Linked DNA regions of Ovis aries: region 2 is linked to region 1. Evidence: chromatin contacts called from public Hi-C data. All regions are on one chromosome and are shown on one strand. Each heading gives the region's core, a stretch centred on a gene start, on an enhancer-like site or on the middle of the called end of the contact. The rest is flanking DNA. Distances are from core to core; before and after follow the strand shown. Region 1 holds the start of PPP1R21 (protein phosphatase 1 regulatory subunit 21). Region 2 holds the start of FBXO11 (F-box protein 11).

What was found. Hi-C and Micro-C count contacts between places; a contact is called where the count stands out from the background.
Region 2: a Hi-C map of muscle shows a contact between it and region 1, with 4 times the contacts expected there. The contact joins the promoter of FBXO11 here to the promoter of PPP1R21 in region 1. A contact is called at or near these places in 7 of 16 Hi-C or Micro-C datasets (blood, hypothalamus, liver and 4 more).

The regions. Positions count from the first base shown.
Region 1 is chr3:76,046,755-76,054,529 of ARS-UI_Ramb_v3.0, forward strand. It overlaps PPP1R21 (protein phosphatase 1 regulatory subunit 21), which reads right to left and starts at 4,607. Exons shown (of 21, transcript XM_060413895.1): 1 at 4,209-4,607. The coding sequence starts at 4,574.
Region 2 is chr3:76,546,724-76,554,498 of ARS-UI_Ramb_v3.0, forward strand. It overlaps FBXO11 (F-box protein 11), which reads left to right and starts at 4,717. Exons shown (of 23, transcript XM_042246209.2): 1 at 4,717-5,742. The coding sequence starts at 5,514. LOC114113604 (a long non-coding RNA gene) reads right to left here and starts at 4,396. Exons shown (of 2, transcript XR_003588508.3): 1 at 3,948-4,396; 2 at 1-3,864.

The DNA.
Region 1 (7,775 bases), core at 3,357-5,856:
GAGCAAAAGCTACTATACTGACACCATTTCTTGGTGGTTCTCAAACTCTGGTGTGCTCGCAAATCACTGGAGAGGTTTGTTACAACATAGACTCCCAGGCCTGACCACCAGTTTCAGATTCAGTAAATCCAAGGTAGATGCAACCCATTCCCAACACCGATGATGCTGATCCCGGGGCTACACTGAACCACTGACCCAGGGTAACACAAACAATGGAAAGATGCTTAGACTTGACACTTGTTTCCACAGGGACACTGTGCCAGGCAAGAGTGCAGAAGCCTGTGCAGAGAAAGCAGATTGAAATCAAATGGGTCAGGACTGTGTGCCCTCAGCCTCTTTTCCAGAAAGATACACACCAAGTAAGAAATGGTCTCTGATTCTTAAGTCAACAGTGTAGTCAAACTGAGGCCCTGATTAACTCTCCCTCAAATCTCAAAGAGGCAGCCTCCATCTATTACCTACTAATTTCATAAATCTCTGAAAACCAGCTTCTAACCCCTTCCCCGCCCCCAAACTGTTAAACCAGAAATTTTAAAAGCCTGCAATGATTGCCTAATTGCCCAAACCACTAATGTCTTAATCTCCACTTTAACTGGCCTTTCCATTACAATTTATGTTTTAGCAACCTGTCTGCCTCAGAAATTTTCATCTGCTTCAGCCTCCATGGTTCATCTTTTATCTAACGAAACTCTCAGTCTCTTTAATGGAAGCTCCTCAGACTGATTTTGCTCTTTCTCAGGGGGAAAAAAGATAATGACAGAAGTTATAGAGGGAGAAATGGGCCCCTTCCTGGCACACAGACTGAGATCTGCATTAAATAAGAATGAGAAGATTCTGTAAGTGTCATTGGTTGAGGGATCATCCTTGCTGCTCTCTTGATATTGAGGCCTCCTTCTATAGCTTAAAAGGACATCATTTTTCTTTGTATCCTAGATAAGGAAAAAGGGAGACATAACTGAAATTCAACATCAGCCCACTAAGTCTGTACCAGGGAAGCTAACAAAAAGGTAAAATACCCCCCTTCCATAGGCACAGGGCTGAAGGAAGCATGTATACTGCACGCTCAGTCACTCACTTGAGTCTGACTCTTGCAACCCCATTGACTGCAGCTCACCAGGCTCCTCTGTCCATGGGAGTCTCCAGGAAAGAATACTGGAGTGGGTAGCTATTCCCTTCTCCAGGGGAATCTTCCTGATGCAAGGATCAAACCCGGTCTCCTGCATTGCAGGTGGATTCTTTACCGCTAAGTTAGTAGGCTTAGTTGGTAGCACAAATCTTATCTAGAAATTGCTTGGCCCTAGAATCGACAGGGAACAAAAAGCACATGAAATCTTTTGACCAATCCCTGTTCTCACATTCTGAAATTTCCATCACGTTGCAGTTAAAAGGATGAAAAATGGTCTGGCCCAACAGGGAGACAACTTCAAGTCTGGCAGACCCCCTACAGTACCCTTAGCGCCTCCTGTTGTCACAGCCTTCCCACAGGTGTTCCCCAAAAAATCTACCTAAAGTGATTAACTCTCAAAGTTCAACTATCATCTTTAGGGGAATTATTTTAAAAGTTTTGGCCTTTGTCCTGACTTTTAGCCAGTCTGTTTCCACTAGAAATTTTCAACAGTGACCCCAACATTACTTCAACCTACTATGTGAATCAGATGGCCTCAGCATGCCTTCCAACCATAATACTATGATTACATCTAACCTTCACGGCAAACTGGCGTGCCTTCTGACCCACCCTCCTCTGTCAGCTGGCAGTGGTGTTCTGTCAGAGCAGTCCGTGGGTTAATTTCAGGGTCAACTCTCAGTCTTCCCTCACTCATCACATCCCACAGAATGAATGAGACACACGGATGAGTGCCTTGACACTTCCATATGCTTCATAAGTTTGCAGCTACGTGCAAAGCAGGCACTCAAAAAACAGATAAACTAAACCATATTTGTCAACCATAATTCCTAAATTTAAGCCCTTTCCATCTTAACAGTCACAAATTTTATTTAACCCTATATAACTCCCCCTGATACTATTCAGAGAGCCTGCAGTCTGGTCTCCTTTTCACCAGTCTTTCCCAATTTGTCCATCTTCCTCATAGCTACCAGTTATCTTTCTAAAGCACTGTCACTCTCCCATTTGAAAACCTTTAGTGTCTATTCCATTTATTCAAAGTTCAAACTTCTTACTCAACATCCACAACTCTTCACAAACGGGTCCAAATTATCCCTCCAACCATACTTCACCACTCTCTGTCATTTATCTGACCATGTCTTCATGTCAGCAGAGACTGTCTCCTTTGCCTGGAATACTACCATCCATCCTTTCCTCCCTATCCACTACTCCCCAATCTGAGTAACTTCTACTCTTACCTGCCATTTCTTCTGTCCGCCTACTGATCTAACACTTGTCCTCTTGTATTAATTTTACGTACAACATTTGAATATTCTATTAAAGGGTTCTCCTTAAGGTGGAACTCTGCCTCACTCAGTGGGGCCTGGCAGACTGTTTACAGGTGGCATATAACTGTCTGCTGAACAAAAGAGCTTACAAAGTCAAAAGAATAAAATCTTTTCAAAGTTTCCCCTACTTTTGCGAGGCTGTTATTTCAGCAGTGCGGTCACTGCTCAAAATATTTCTGGAACTCTCTTCTGCCATTTGGAATTGCCTTCTGAGCTTGTTTACTCTCTGGAAAAGAAAATCAATCCCCTTACTTTATACTCATGAAACATTTTCACCCCAAAATAGGAGAGCCAAGTGTCGGGACTGCCATCCTCTACCCACCACACTTCATCACATGGATTTGTTCCAAATAATTTCTGGACCTTTCAAACAAACAAAAAATGCCTTCAAAGGATAAAAACTTGCCATCACTAACATCTTGCCAGAGGCTCTTAGAGACAAATTCAAATGGAAATGCAGAAGCTTTGCCAGTGGTCGTGCTTAGACCTCAGTCGGTCCTCAGTCTGTCCGACTCTTTGCGACCCCTTGGACTGTAGCCCACCAGGCTCCTCTGTCCACAGGGATTCTCCAGGGAAGAATACTGGAGTGGGTTGCCATGCCCTCCTCCAGGAGATCTTCCAACCCAGGCCTCTCACATTGCAGGTGGATTCTTTACCTTCTGAGCTACTGGGGAAGCCCTTGCCAATAGTAGTACCACTGGAATAATAGTATCTCAAAAGGCCTCCATGTGATTCTGAAGACTTAAGTGTGTATGTTTAGGCACAGGTTTTATTTTTCACAAAACAATGCATTTCACATTGCTGCATATCCATTATATGAAATTTTTTAAAGTGTGTCTCAGTTTCTCCAAAGTAAAAAGGAGTCTAAGCTTCCCCATGCTCTCTCGAATGCCAAGATCACTGAAAACCAAATTTAATGACTACTGAATCTATTTCCAAAGATGCAAGATTCTGCTTTTAGAACTTCCGTAGAATATTCTTGAGGCAGAACCACACTACACAGAAAAGCAGCACCGCCCTTTTCCAAGAAAAGGGTCCCACCAGTTAAAAGACTGATGCCGTAAATATGACAAAGGGAAAGGTCACTATTTTGCTTAATTCAACATGTCCTGAGCATCTTCTGGGTGCTCTGCCCCACTCCAGGTGACCCAAGAAAAAGAGAGAAAAGGACATAGCCCTAGCACTCCAGCTTTCAAAATCATTTTCAGACAACGTCTTTCCAAAGCACTGAATCCATTCGTAACCACCTATTTCTGGTGAAGTAGTTTACACGCATGACTCTATTCACACTTTAATTTAATTGGGGGGGGGGTGTGGGGGGGAGGCAGATAAATCTCTTTATCCTCATATCATCCCTGTGGGAAAGGAGAAAGCTTGATCCTTCCCATCGCCAGGCTGGGAAAATTGAGGAAGCAGCAGGAAAGCGATGGTCCTCACCTTTCCCTGCCCCTCCCGACCAGCACCAGAGGCGGAAGCCAGGATTTCTGACATCCCTCTCCAAGCCCGCTAGTTCAATGAGAAGGAAGAATCAAACTCCTGCTCCTTCCCGCAGAAACGCACACCGACCAGACACCGCCCGGCCCCATCTCCTGGGAACTGCAGGTGGAAGCTCGGTAATGGTGGATACAGAAGGCGGAGACAGGAGGGGCGCGCTCGCGTGCCCCCTCTGCCTTCTCCCTCTGTCCCGACAAGTCGCTGCCAAGGCAACCCGGGGCCGCAGGACCGGGGACCCCCTACTCCCCGCATACGACGGGTACCTTAGAGTACTCCTGAGCCAGCTTCTGGTACTTCCCCTGCAACTCTGCCGAGGCCATGGCCTCCCCCGCCCTGTCCAGGCCAGACTGCCCAGGCCACTCAGCCCCACCCCCCGCCCCCAACCCCAGACACGCTGCCGGGTATGGATCCACCAGCTCCTGCCCGCTCTGCCACCGCCGCCGCGCCTCCTCCTCCACTTCCGGGTTCGCCGGGTGAGAGGAAGGAGGAGTGGGGCCAGGGGCGGAGCGACCACCGGGGGCGGGGCGACGTCTGACATCACCGCCCCACCCTCCCGCGCCCGAGCACGTACGCGCGCAGACTCGCTGGCGCTCCTGGGGTCTACCTCTGGCTGGAGCAGGGGGCGCCATCTTGACGCATGGCCCAAGATGGCGACCCAGAACAGGGAAGGAGAGCATTAAAAGGGGAAATGATAAGAGCCCACAGAATGGGCGGGGGACGACGGAGAGGGGCGGTGGTGCGAAGAATCGAGGACCGGAAGAAGAAACATTCTAAGCGCATCAAGAATTCTGGTCGAACACACCGTCCTCCCCCACTGGTTCCCATGGCAACCGTCTGTCGTTTGATGGTTACATCTTTCAGAAGGTGCTCGGAGAGAAAGACCTCTGTATTCCACTACCTGCTATCCGGATATGGTAGCACCGGACATGGCCTGCATTGTAAACTTTCCCCCACTTTTATAACGCGCGCTGCTGTCACCCTGTTATGCCCCAGACAAACCTCTTTGTCTTATATTTTGACGTTGGGATGTCTTTGTATCCATTCTCTACCCATTCCACCCGCCCAGCCCTGCCCCCATACTGGCACTGCATCAGAGCGTTTTCTCAGAGAATTGGGTAAAAAGCTTTTAGGAAATTTCAGGGAATGATCCCTGCCACGCATGCATATAGGGTGGACGTTAACGACATGTAACTGGACAATTGAAGCAAATAGTAGTCTGCCTGAAATACTTTATGCCGCTTTGCTCATTAAATATGATTTGAGGACGTATTATATGTTAGATATTCTAAGCATTGCATTTATTGCAACATTGAAATGTTCATAGAGGAATAAATAATTTAGGATACTTGTTTGCCATAAATTAAAGCATTGCAGTTTAACAAAACTAATGAATCTGTGTCTATCAACATGACAAAACACTGTTAAATGTAAAAAGCAAATTGCAGTATACTAGAGCATGAAAAGATACATTTGAAGAATATAAAGCAACATTTGTGCTGCTCATGGACACATGAACATGTACTAAAAATAGAGAAACAAGAACTGGAAGGATACACATCTAATTCTGGCTTGTGATTGCCTCCAGTGAGAAAACGAAGAAAGGGGAATGAAAAAGAACAAAGAAGCATACATTTTATTTTTATTTAATTTTTTGAAGTGAATGTGACTGGAAGTTAACGTTTATTATCCAGGTAATAGGGAAAGGGATGTTAGTTATATTGTTATTTTAAAATGTTTGTTATTTTCCATGATTAAAAAACACCTCCTATTTTCCTTTTTGACATTCGACTATGAGTATGCCTGGAATTTTAAAGTGAAAGCATGAGCTGGTATGTGCACTTTTCAGCCACTGTAATGTAAGGAAAGGATTACAAACTTAAAAATGTTGTTTATAGTTTTCAGTTGACTAACAGCCAAGCCCTACTATCCAGCAAACTTGCAGAATTTTTAAAATTATTATTATTAGTTTTCCATGGCACCACCAAGCGGCAGAATTAAATATTTTTAAGCGTATTTCTGTAGTTTGTAATGTAATGGAATTTTCAATTATTTAAAAATAAAATGTTATTTCAGAACTAACATTCCAAAGAAAGAACGTGCAACTTTGGTTAGAGAGCCTATGTACTAACCTGAGAAATTTATATTTCTACTGCTTAATCTAGTTGTTGTCAGTTGCAAAAAATTGTTTCCAAATCCTGACTGCTAAATTGAACACATTTCAGAATCTCTTCCTCAAAAGACACCATTAAGTGAGTGAAAAGGCATTTGCAATATATATGTATCCAACAAAGGTGTCCCTTATCCAGATATATAAAGAGCTCTTACAAATCAATAAGAAAAAAGACCAGCAACCAGATAGAAAAATGAGCAAGGGACTTCCAACAGGCACTTCACAAAGGAAAATACACAAACAGGCCATTAAACGTGCAAGGGGGTGTTAAGTTTCATTAGCAACCAGGAGGAAGTGAAATTAAAACCGCAGTGCAATGCCATACACACCCACACAAACGGCTAATATTTAAAAGATTGACAAGAGTGAATGAGAATATAAAAGGAGAAACTGTCATAACATATTGATGAGAGCCTTCCCTAGTGGTGCAATGGGTAGGAATCCACCTGCCAATGCAGCAGACGTGGGTTAGATCCCTGGTCTGGGAACGTCCCACATGCCATGAAGCAACTAATCCCATGTGCCAACTACTGAAGCCCATGCTCTAGGGCCTATAAGCTGCAGCTGCTGAAGCCTGCATGCCTTGAGCCTGTGCTGTACAGTATGAGAAGCCACCACCACGACAAGATTGCCCACCACAACTAGAAAGTAGCCCCCACTCTCCACAACTAGGGAAAGCCCAACCGCAGCAATGAAGACCCAGCACAGCCAAAAATAAAATAAAATTTTAAAGTGTTGCTAGGAATATAACCAGGAAGAGCCACTTAGGAAAGACCTTGGTATTATCCACTCACCTGAAAAGATACATATTCAGGATCCAACAATTATTCTCATGTATACACTCAAAAAGTGTGTGCATGTATTCACCAAGAATATTCATAGCAGTATCAGTCATAATAGCCAAAAAAGCTTATCAATAAATAGATAGTTATTAGAAATAAGTGTATATTCGTATCATGGAATACTAAACAGCAATGAAAAAAGCTGAACTACAACTACAATTAACTACTGGATGAATCTCAGACAATAATACAGAACAAAAGAAACCAAATTTCCCCCAAAATATACTATATAACCTCATTTATATATCACTCAAAAAATGGCAGAATTCAACTATAAGATTCAGGATGCATGCCTAAGTATTAAAACTAGAAAGAAAATTAAGAAAGTGGCAACCATGAAAGTCAGGAGCTTCATTGTTTTTGGGTGGAAAAGGATGATCACGACTGGAAGAGGCCATGAGATGGGCTTCGAGTAGTATTGGCAATGTTCTATTTATGTGTGATAGTTACAAAGGTGTTAACTTTGTGTTAATTCCTCATGAGGTACATTTTTCTGTGTGCACCTTTTTCGTATGGATGTTACATTTCACAATAACAAAATTTTTTATTTTTTCTGTTAACTCATATGCTTGCCAGTGATGGTTCTCAACTTGTAACCATGATTTACTTGTAGGGAGTGGCATAAATGAAAGTCACTTGGAATTATTATAAATATGCAAACACTGTGATGATCATTAAAACATTTAACAGCATACTGTTTTAGAAATTTTTTTCAGTTGCAGGTGTCAGGAACTGACTCAAACTATCTTGGCTCCAAAGGAGTACTTTCCTAGAAGTATGTGTGGGTAGCTCGGAGAACAGCAGGAAGAAAACAGGAG
Region 2 (7,775 bases), core at 3,467-5,966, 500 kb after region 1:
AAAAGTGAAAGTGAAGTCGCTCAGTCATGTCTGACTCTTAGCGACCCCATGGACTGCAGCCTACCAGGCTCCTCCATCCATGGGATTTGCCAGGCAAGAGTACTGGAGTGGGGTGCCATTGCCTTCTCCAAGCCATACCTGCTTCCCTACATATAATGTCTGTGTAATCTTGAAACTCATCAAGGAATGCATGAAATAACATCAGTATCAACAGCAGTGACAATAATGGCTAATAGTTTATCGAGCTCCTACTGCATACTGAGCACTCTTCTCAGCATTTTATAATCGTCACAACAATCCCATGAAATGAGGACTATTATCACCCCCATATTACTGACATAGAAACTGAAGCATAGAGAGGTGAAGTAACTTGGCCAAGGTCAGAGAGCCAGCAGGTAGCAGAGCTCTGTCACTGTCTTTCATTTACATCTGCCCACAGTTCAGTCATCTACCAGTCCTTCCATAATATAACACCGTTTTATTGTTTGGCCTAGTCTTTTCTCAATACTTCAAAATTGGGTTCTCCTTTTAAAAGCAAAAAAATAAAAAGATTTACAGTGGTCTATCACAGCCCATCCTGAATCTTGAACATAATTTCTTTTGATAGCGCTATGTCTCTATTATTCCACAGGGAAAGGTATTAAAGTTAGATTCTATAATTTTTTTTACAGATAACCTCTGTTATGAGGATCATTTGATTGCATGCTTACCAGGTTTTCCCACATATACACTGAATTTAAATTCTTAGTTCCAAGTTAATTTTCACTTACTAATTGATAAAATATTATCTGAGCATGTACTAAAGAATGACTTTTTGCAGCTTAGTGAGATAAGTCATTCATACTCTAACAAGGATATTTTAAACAGAGCTGGTTATTCCTTCAGGAAAACCATATTCAGATCAAACTAATTTCCTAAATGACATAAAAGGGATGAGCAGCTTTCAGGTGTCTTATATAACTGACTTGAGTACTGACGGCTTAAGACTAGATGATGGAATGACAAGGAAAGGGGAAGCTGAATCTTTGAAATGGTAAAAATTATCATTTAAAAATCACAGTAAATATCACCTGCCAGGTATTAAAATGATTAAAGGGCTTATTTTTTCCACACTCCTATTGTGATGTTTTATAAACAAATAATTTTAAGTACACAAACCTGTTAAGCACCAGTAATTAGTTGAGAGAAACAAATATTCTTGAAGAGCGAGCAAACCTGAGGGAACTCAGTCCTCTGAAATTATGGTAAGTGTATATTGAAATAATTTGGAAGACTGCTACCCACCCCCCCCACCCCCCAAATAAAAATCTCCTTTATGTTTTTCTGCTGTTTTCTCTCACATATACCTCCTATGGCAGCTAACTGACCGGATTATCTGCTAACACAGGTGGACCTGGCGATGGCTAAGACCATTTGGAATATTTTGTGTTTCACTGGAAGAATTAAAAGTCTATAATATCTGTGAACAGAAAGGGCACTGGACTGTCAGGCATTAACTTTGCTACTAAGTAGTTACGGGATTTGCTTCTGTCGCCTCATTTCTTTGAATTTTAGTTTCCTTATATAGCAAATACAAACATGAGAATTAAATGATCTCCAAGGCCTATTCTAACAACTCCCAAGTTTTAACTTAAGATGGCTTTAAACACTTTTACACAAAGAAGTCTCTAACGTTTAATGCTTTTGTAAGATAAACTAAAAATATGTAGGAGCCAGAGATATGATAGGATAATATTTTTTAGTATCTCCCAGTAGATATTCCATTATTGTTAATGGAACGCTTTCCTGCGTCCCATCCGCCATCATGGCTCCAAAAAAGGGAGCACAGTAGAAGTCATAACAAAAAATGAAGAGGATGTGGTACATGACGAAAGCTCTTGTCACAAGAATAAAAATAATCTCTTTTAAAAAACTTTTTAATTAAAATATGTATTTTACAATGTCGTGTTAGAAAAATCCATCTCTTATAGCCCTAAGCGATCATGGAAAGAAGAAAGGGGGACAGAAAGAGGTAATCAGACTCAGTGTGCTTACTTCCTGTCCCTTCTCAATGTGGAAACTAGAGTTGGAAGTATATAGTTGAAATATTCAGAGATATGGGGAAATCCAAGAAAAATGGGGATAATGGTTTGCTTCTTTGGGCATGCCTGCGAGAGGCTGAGTCTGCTAGGATCTCTGCTTTCAGCTTAATGGCATGTTCCACATGACATAGGGAGAAAAATGCAACATCGGTGAAGGGAGGTGGCTCAGTAGATGAGCTTGAAGCAAAGTTTCTGGCTCATCAAGGCCTAAGTGGGATATTCTGGGAAACCAGAAGTTCCCACGTTTCAGTGAGAAGATGGAATGGCATCATGAGAATCAGTGGACCTGCGGAGGCCTGGGGTCAGGACAGAAGTTGCAGTGTATAAGGCATATGGTTCAGTGCGGAAGCAGCACAACTTCTCGAAAGGACAGAGGGAGCAGTTCCATCTCTGAGGCTAGCAGTTCTGCTTTCGGACTACACCAGACACTCCACAAGTAAAGGACAACACAAGGACTGGCATGCGTGGCTCAGGGCTTTCCCTTGATGTCCTGCTGACCTTCCCATACCACAGGCTTCTACCAGCCCACTAGTTACTGTGTGAATTAGAAAAAGGCACTATCAAGGCATTTTACTTCCACCTATCAGAAAATTATCATAATATACTGGTTTTGTTAAAATAAGGCATCTTACTGCCACATGGCCAGAGAACTATCATTCCAAGTTTATTAATTACAACTTGGAAATCTAGGATATTGAAGATGCGACATTCCGTCTATGTACACTTTACACAAAATCCCTCAACTCCCATGTGTATCTTGGATGACAGGGAAGTGGGGAAATCTGTAAGATTCAGTACTTACCTATAAAAGAAAAGGGATAACATGGGGACTCAAGAAGGATAAGCTACAGAGAATAAGCTATGTTTTCTCTGTACATCTGAATTAACTAAATCAACTACCATAAAAAAAATACAAACTATGTCCCATATTTTGCAATTTATTTTATTTTTTGCTATCTCCCATAGCACCTTACATAGCAATACATACACAGAAGAAACCAATAAATGCATGCTGGAAAAAAGTAAAGTTTTAGAAAAAATAAAGAGTTATGGATCCACTTATAATATGTACAATAGCGTGTAGTTTTCCTTTTTTCCTGCTACATTTATTTGAACCAAATATAAAACTGTACCCATTTGTACCTTGCTAACCACCATAAACATTTGCAGTTCTTCATTGTAAGCCTCCCTCCTCGATATTTTTCTTGAGAAGGAAACTTAGATCTAAGTTTCTCCATTGTCAGGACCAAAGAGAGCTCATCCCAAAATCAGAGAATGTTTTAAAATTAAAAACAGTATTATGTAATTCAAAGTAAATTCTTATTGAAAGGGAGGGAACCCTGAAAGCTAGAAACGTAAAGCATTTTGCCCAGAGGCATACATCAAGTCAGAGACTCAAACACCCGACACAACAGTGGTTCTCACTGTTCCTCTCCGCTCCCAAAACACACACTACCCGGCTCTTACCCCTGCTTCTCTTATTGTACTTTGTAACCACTTAGTCATCCATCTCAAACCTAAGATAGAGCACCTGGTCAAACTGAAATGAGAAAGAAATCACCTAAGATCGAAAATCAGGTAAATTGCTAGTTTTACCATTTCCATAAAGTGATAAACAAAAGAGAGCCAAAGAACCGAGAAAGGATACTTTTTCAGTCATCACAACAGCAGCGAGGGAATTAAAACACGTTTTCCCTGGGGAGAGATTATCTCGAGGGGACCAGATACAGACACAAAAGATAATTCCCCTTGGGGCTTTTCTTTTCCTCTGAGTTTCTGAGATCTAAAAAAAAATAAAATTAAAAAATTAAAACGTTTATCACATAAACAATCACCACCTCAACACATTTACTTCTCTTTTCTCACCTATTATTTCCCCAAACGTTATAGAGTCCGCGTCTTCAATAAGTAAACTGACCAAAGGTCTATTCCCTATTGATCACAATCTTTTCAAGATTTAGATAACTCCTTTTAGACTACAAGTAGGAACCGACTTCTAACTTCGGTTCCCGAGCTCAAAGCTCGGTAAAGTGGATCTTCAAGGTTTAGCAAATACCCTCAGCTGAACTAAAGGGTACAGAATCTCTAGCGCTCCCTACAGCTCAGAGTTTGAACCTACCTACCACAAAAAAACCCCAGTTATCAAAGATTGGCTACCTCGCTCTACTTTTCCGCTTAAAAAATCGGATGGGGGCGGGAGCGGGGAGAGGTTGAAACGGCGAACCGAAGGATTAATCACTTCTCCCCATTACATCAGCAGCCCCCGCCCTTTCCTCCGAGCACCTCCTCTCCTAGAATCGTCGCTACGCACTAGCGATCTCTTCATCCACCCCCCGCTCTATTATATGCCCTGATACCTCCCCATTATCACCCGCCCCACCACACTCCCCCTCTCCTCCTTCCCCCACCTCCTTAGCGGGGGAGGGAGGAAACCCGAGAGAGGAAACAGGGCGTTGAAGGAAGGGACTTGGCGATAAGAGCAGAGGTCCCATTGGCCCAAAGGTTGTATGAGCGCCTCCCGTTGGCTCCTTGGCCGGAATCCCCGCCCCTCTTCTTCCCCGCCCATTTGCCCCTCCCCCCGCCGCTCCACGGCCCTCCCCCGCGCCCCTGGCCAGCCCCGCGGCGGGGAGGGACCGACTGGGCGAGTGGTGGCTCCGGCGGTGTCAATGGCTCCTCCTGCCACGGAGCAGCAGCAGAAGCAGCGGCGACGGGGCTGAGGAGGAGGAGGAGGAAAGGCTCCTTTAAGGAGGAGGAACGACGACGCCTCTTTTTCCCCCTATCTCCTCCCTTCACACTCATTTCCCCTTCGCCCAGGAGAGAAGGGGGGGAGGAGAGAGAAGAGGCCGAAGAAAGAGAGAAAAAATTCCTCTCAGAAATCTCTTTCAGGGGGTGTGGGGGGGAGGAAGAGAAAAAAAAAAAAAGAGCCAGGCGCCCCCTGCTCCCTCCCTCCCTTCTCTCCCTCTCTTCTCCTCCTTCTCCCTTCCTCACCCGCCCGCCCACTCCCCCCGCCGCCGGAGACGCCGCTCGGGAGTCGGCGGGACCAGGGTCTGTGTCCTCAGCCGCCGACGCCGCGCTTCGCCTCAGGATCCCCAGGCGGGCGGACGCCCTTTCTTTCTTTCTCTCGCTCTGCCCGTCTTTCTGTCTCCGTCCCTCGCGGCCGCCCCGCCCGGCGGCCTCGGCCTTGCCCGTGCGTCAGGCCCGCCCGCCTGGCCTCGCTCGGTCTCTGTCTGTCTCCGCGGGCCTTTCTCTTGACTCGGGGTCCCGCTCGCCCCTCCGCCCTTACCATCTCCCCTTCCCCTCGCCCCCTTTCCTTCCTCCCCCCTCTCCCCACCCCCTTCTCCCGCCCCGGAGCTCGCGGTGCGTGTGCGTGTGTGTGTGTGTGTGTGTGTGTGTGTGTGTCCCTCCGCCAACGCCGCCACCTCAGCCCGGCAAATGAACTCCGTCCGAGCCGCCAACCGGAGACCCAGGCGAGTGTCGCGGCCGCGCCCGGTGCAGCAACAGCAGCAGCAGCCCCCGCAGCAGCCGCCGCCGCAGCCGCCCCAGCAGCAGCCGCCGCAGCAGCAGCCTCCGCCGCCGCCGCAGCAGCAGCAGCAACAGCCTCCGCCGCCGCCACCGCCGCCTCCGCCGCTGCCCCAGGAGCGGAACAACGCCGGCGAGCGGGGTAAGGCCGCGCTCCTTCCCCGCCGCCCGCCGGCTCGGGCGCCCGGCCGGCGGGACCCGCGGGGAGGGAGGCCGGGGCGGGCGGGGGCGGCTTGTGCGCCTGGAGGGTGGGAGAAGGGAGGCAGAGCGGAGGCGGGTCCCCCGGTGCCGCAGTGTCAGCTCAGCCCGGGCCCCGGCCGGCAGGAAAAGCCGCGGCTTCCCGACTCGCCTGGGCTCTTAGCTCAGGCCGCGCTTTGTTTGGTTTCGGGGGCTCGACACCCTCTCCCCTCGACCCATCCCTCTGTTTTTCGAGCTCGCTTACGGACCCCGCAGGAGTATGTTGGTGGGTGGGGGGAAGGCGAAGGGTGGGATCTCTCCTTTTTCGGCTGCCTTCCACGGGTTGGTCTCCTGTTTCTAATGGAAGATGGGGGGGACAACTGGGAGTGATCGGGTGGTTAGGGCTGGCTGGGGAACTTGTTTTTCCCCCTTTTCTCTGTTAGCCTCCCCCTTCCTGTGGAGGAGGGGAGAGGGGGAGTTGGAGTGGTCGGTGGTGTTGGCCGGGGAACTTGTTTCACCCGCCCCCCCCCCCCCGAGTCACGGGGTAGGGGGAGCGGCGACTCTTCTCCCAACCTCATAATGTTTGCTGCGCAGTTTGGCTTTAGTTACAGAACCCCTGGGAAGGACCCGTTAAATTAAGACCTTTAAATAAATAAATATAGAATCCATCGGCCATTTCCAGCCCCCTCCCTCGCGTGAGGTGCAGTTACCCTTCCGCTCTATCGACTCCCCTCTCGCTTGTCCTCCCCTAGCATACCCCCACGCCACCATGCTGCCCCTCCGTCTCCCAGTGGGATTTGAACGCCCCTTCCTTAGAATTGGCCCCTTGTGAGAGAGAGTGCGTGTGTTTGTGCCTGTGTGTGTTGTGTCCAGGGCCTAGTGAAATGTGTCATTTGGACCCAACTGTGCAGCTCTGTCTGGTAACCACCATTGTCTAAGGGCTGAGGCTCCCGGGGGTTGGATTCTTGCTTTAGCAAAATTAATGTTCAGTTCTACTTTGATGATGTTATTCGGGGAGGTTTCGGAGATGGGGTGTTGCACCTTGATCTCCAAATTTAACTATTCTGTTTATTAATCAGCTACTCTCAGTGGAGGTGGAGGTCAATACCATATTTATGTGTACGGTTGTTGTTTTAAGGAGGAGGGGAATTGTTAGGAGACATTTTGCGTGTTTTCGTTGGCGGATTAAGGTTAATTTTACGTGCGTTGGTTGTCACACCTCCTTTGGCTGAGGGAATTAAGATTAAATGCCTTTTGAAAATTATACATTCTTTCCTTAAAAATTGTTTCTTTGTTGTGCATGATCAAAATACCGAACAAATGAAAGAGGGAGATGATAATTGAAAAATAGTTTAAACGGTTTTCACTGGTTACTGTTACAGAAGTCCTTGTGAAAGCTATACGTTGCTTGAAAGAATGTGATCTTTCAAGCCAGTTAGAGGTCTTGTGCTACATTACTGGTAAATGTGTTTTAATACTTCTTTGATACATTTACAGGGGTTTTTTTGTTAATTAAAAGTACAGTTTCATCATTTCCTTTTGTATTTGCATATCAGGGTTCTCCTGTTTCATTCAAATAATAAAGTCTCAGAATTGACACTATATGTAATACAGTTGACTAATTTTTTTTTTTAAAGCAATGGCATTGGGTTGAAATTCTAGGGTAATAAGGATTCTATTGCTAGAAGTAAGCTTTTTCAAGATGTACTGATTTGTTAATTACATTAACAGTGAATCAGACTCTTGCAGCCAAAGTTAGTCTGATTGTTAAGTGTTAATTCTGAGTCTTTTCATTTGTGTGTATTTTCAACTTAGTTGAGGGTCTTATATTTGATCACTTTTCTTAATTTGTTTAAAATTATTAGCTTCTGAAGTCTATTTCCTTTTGAAGTAAGAGTGACTTGGTCACATGCCAGAGTGTCATTTTTCTTTTCATTGATATCCATAAACTGACTAAGATGTTCATGAATCAGAATTTCAGTATGTACCCAACCAAAT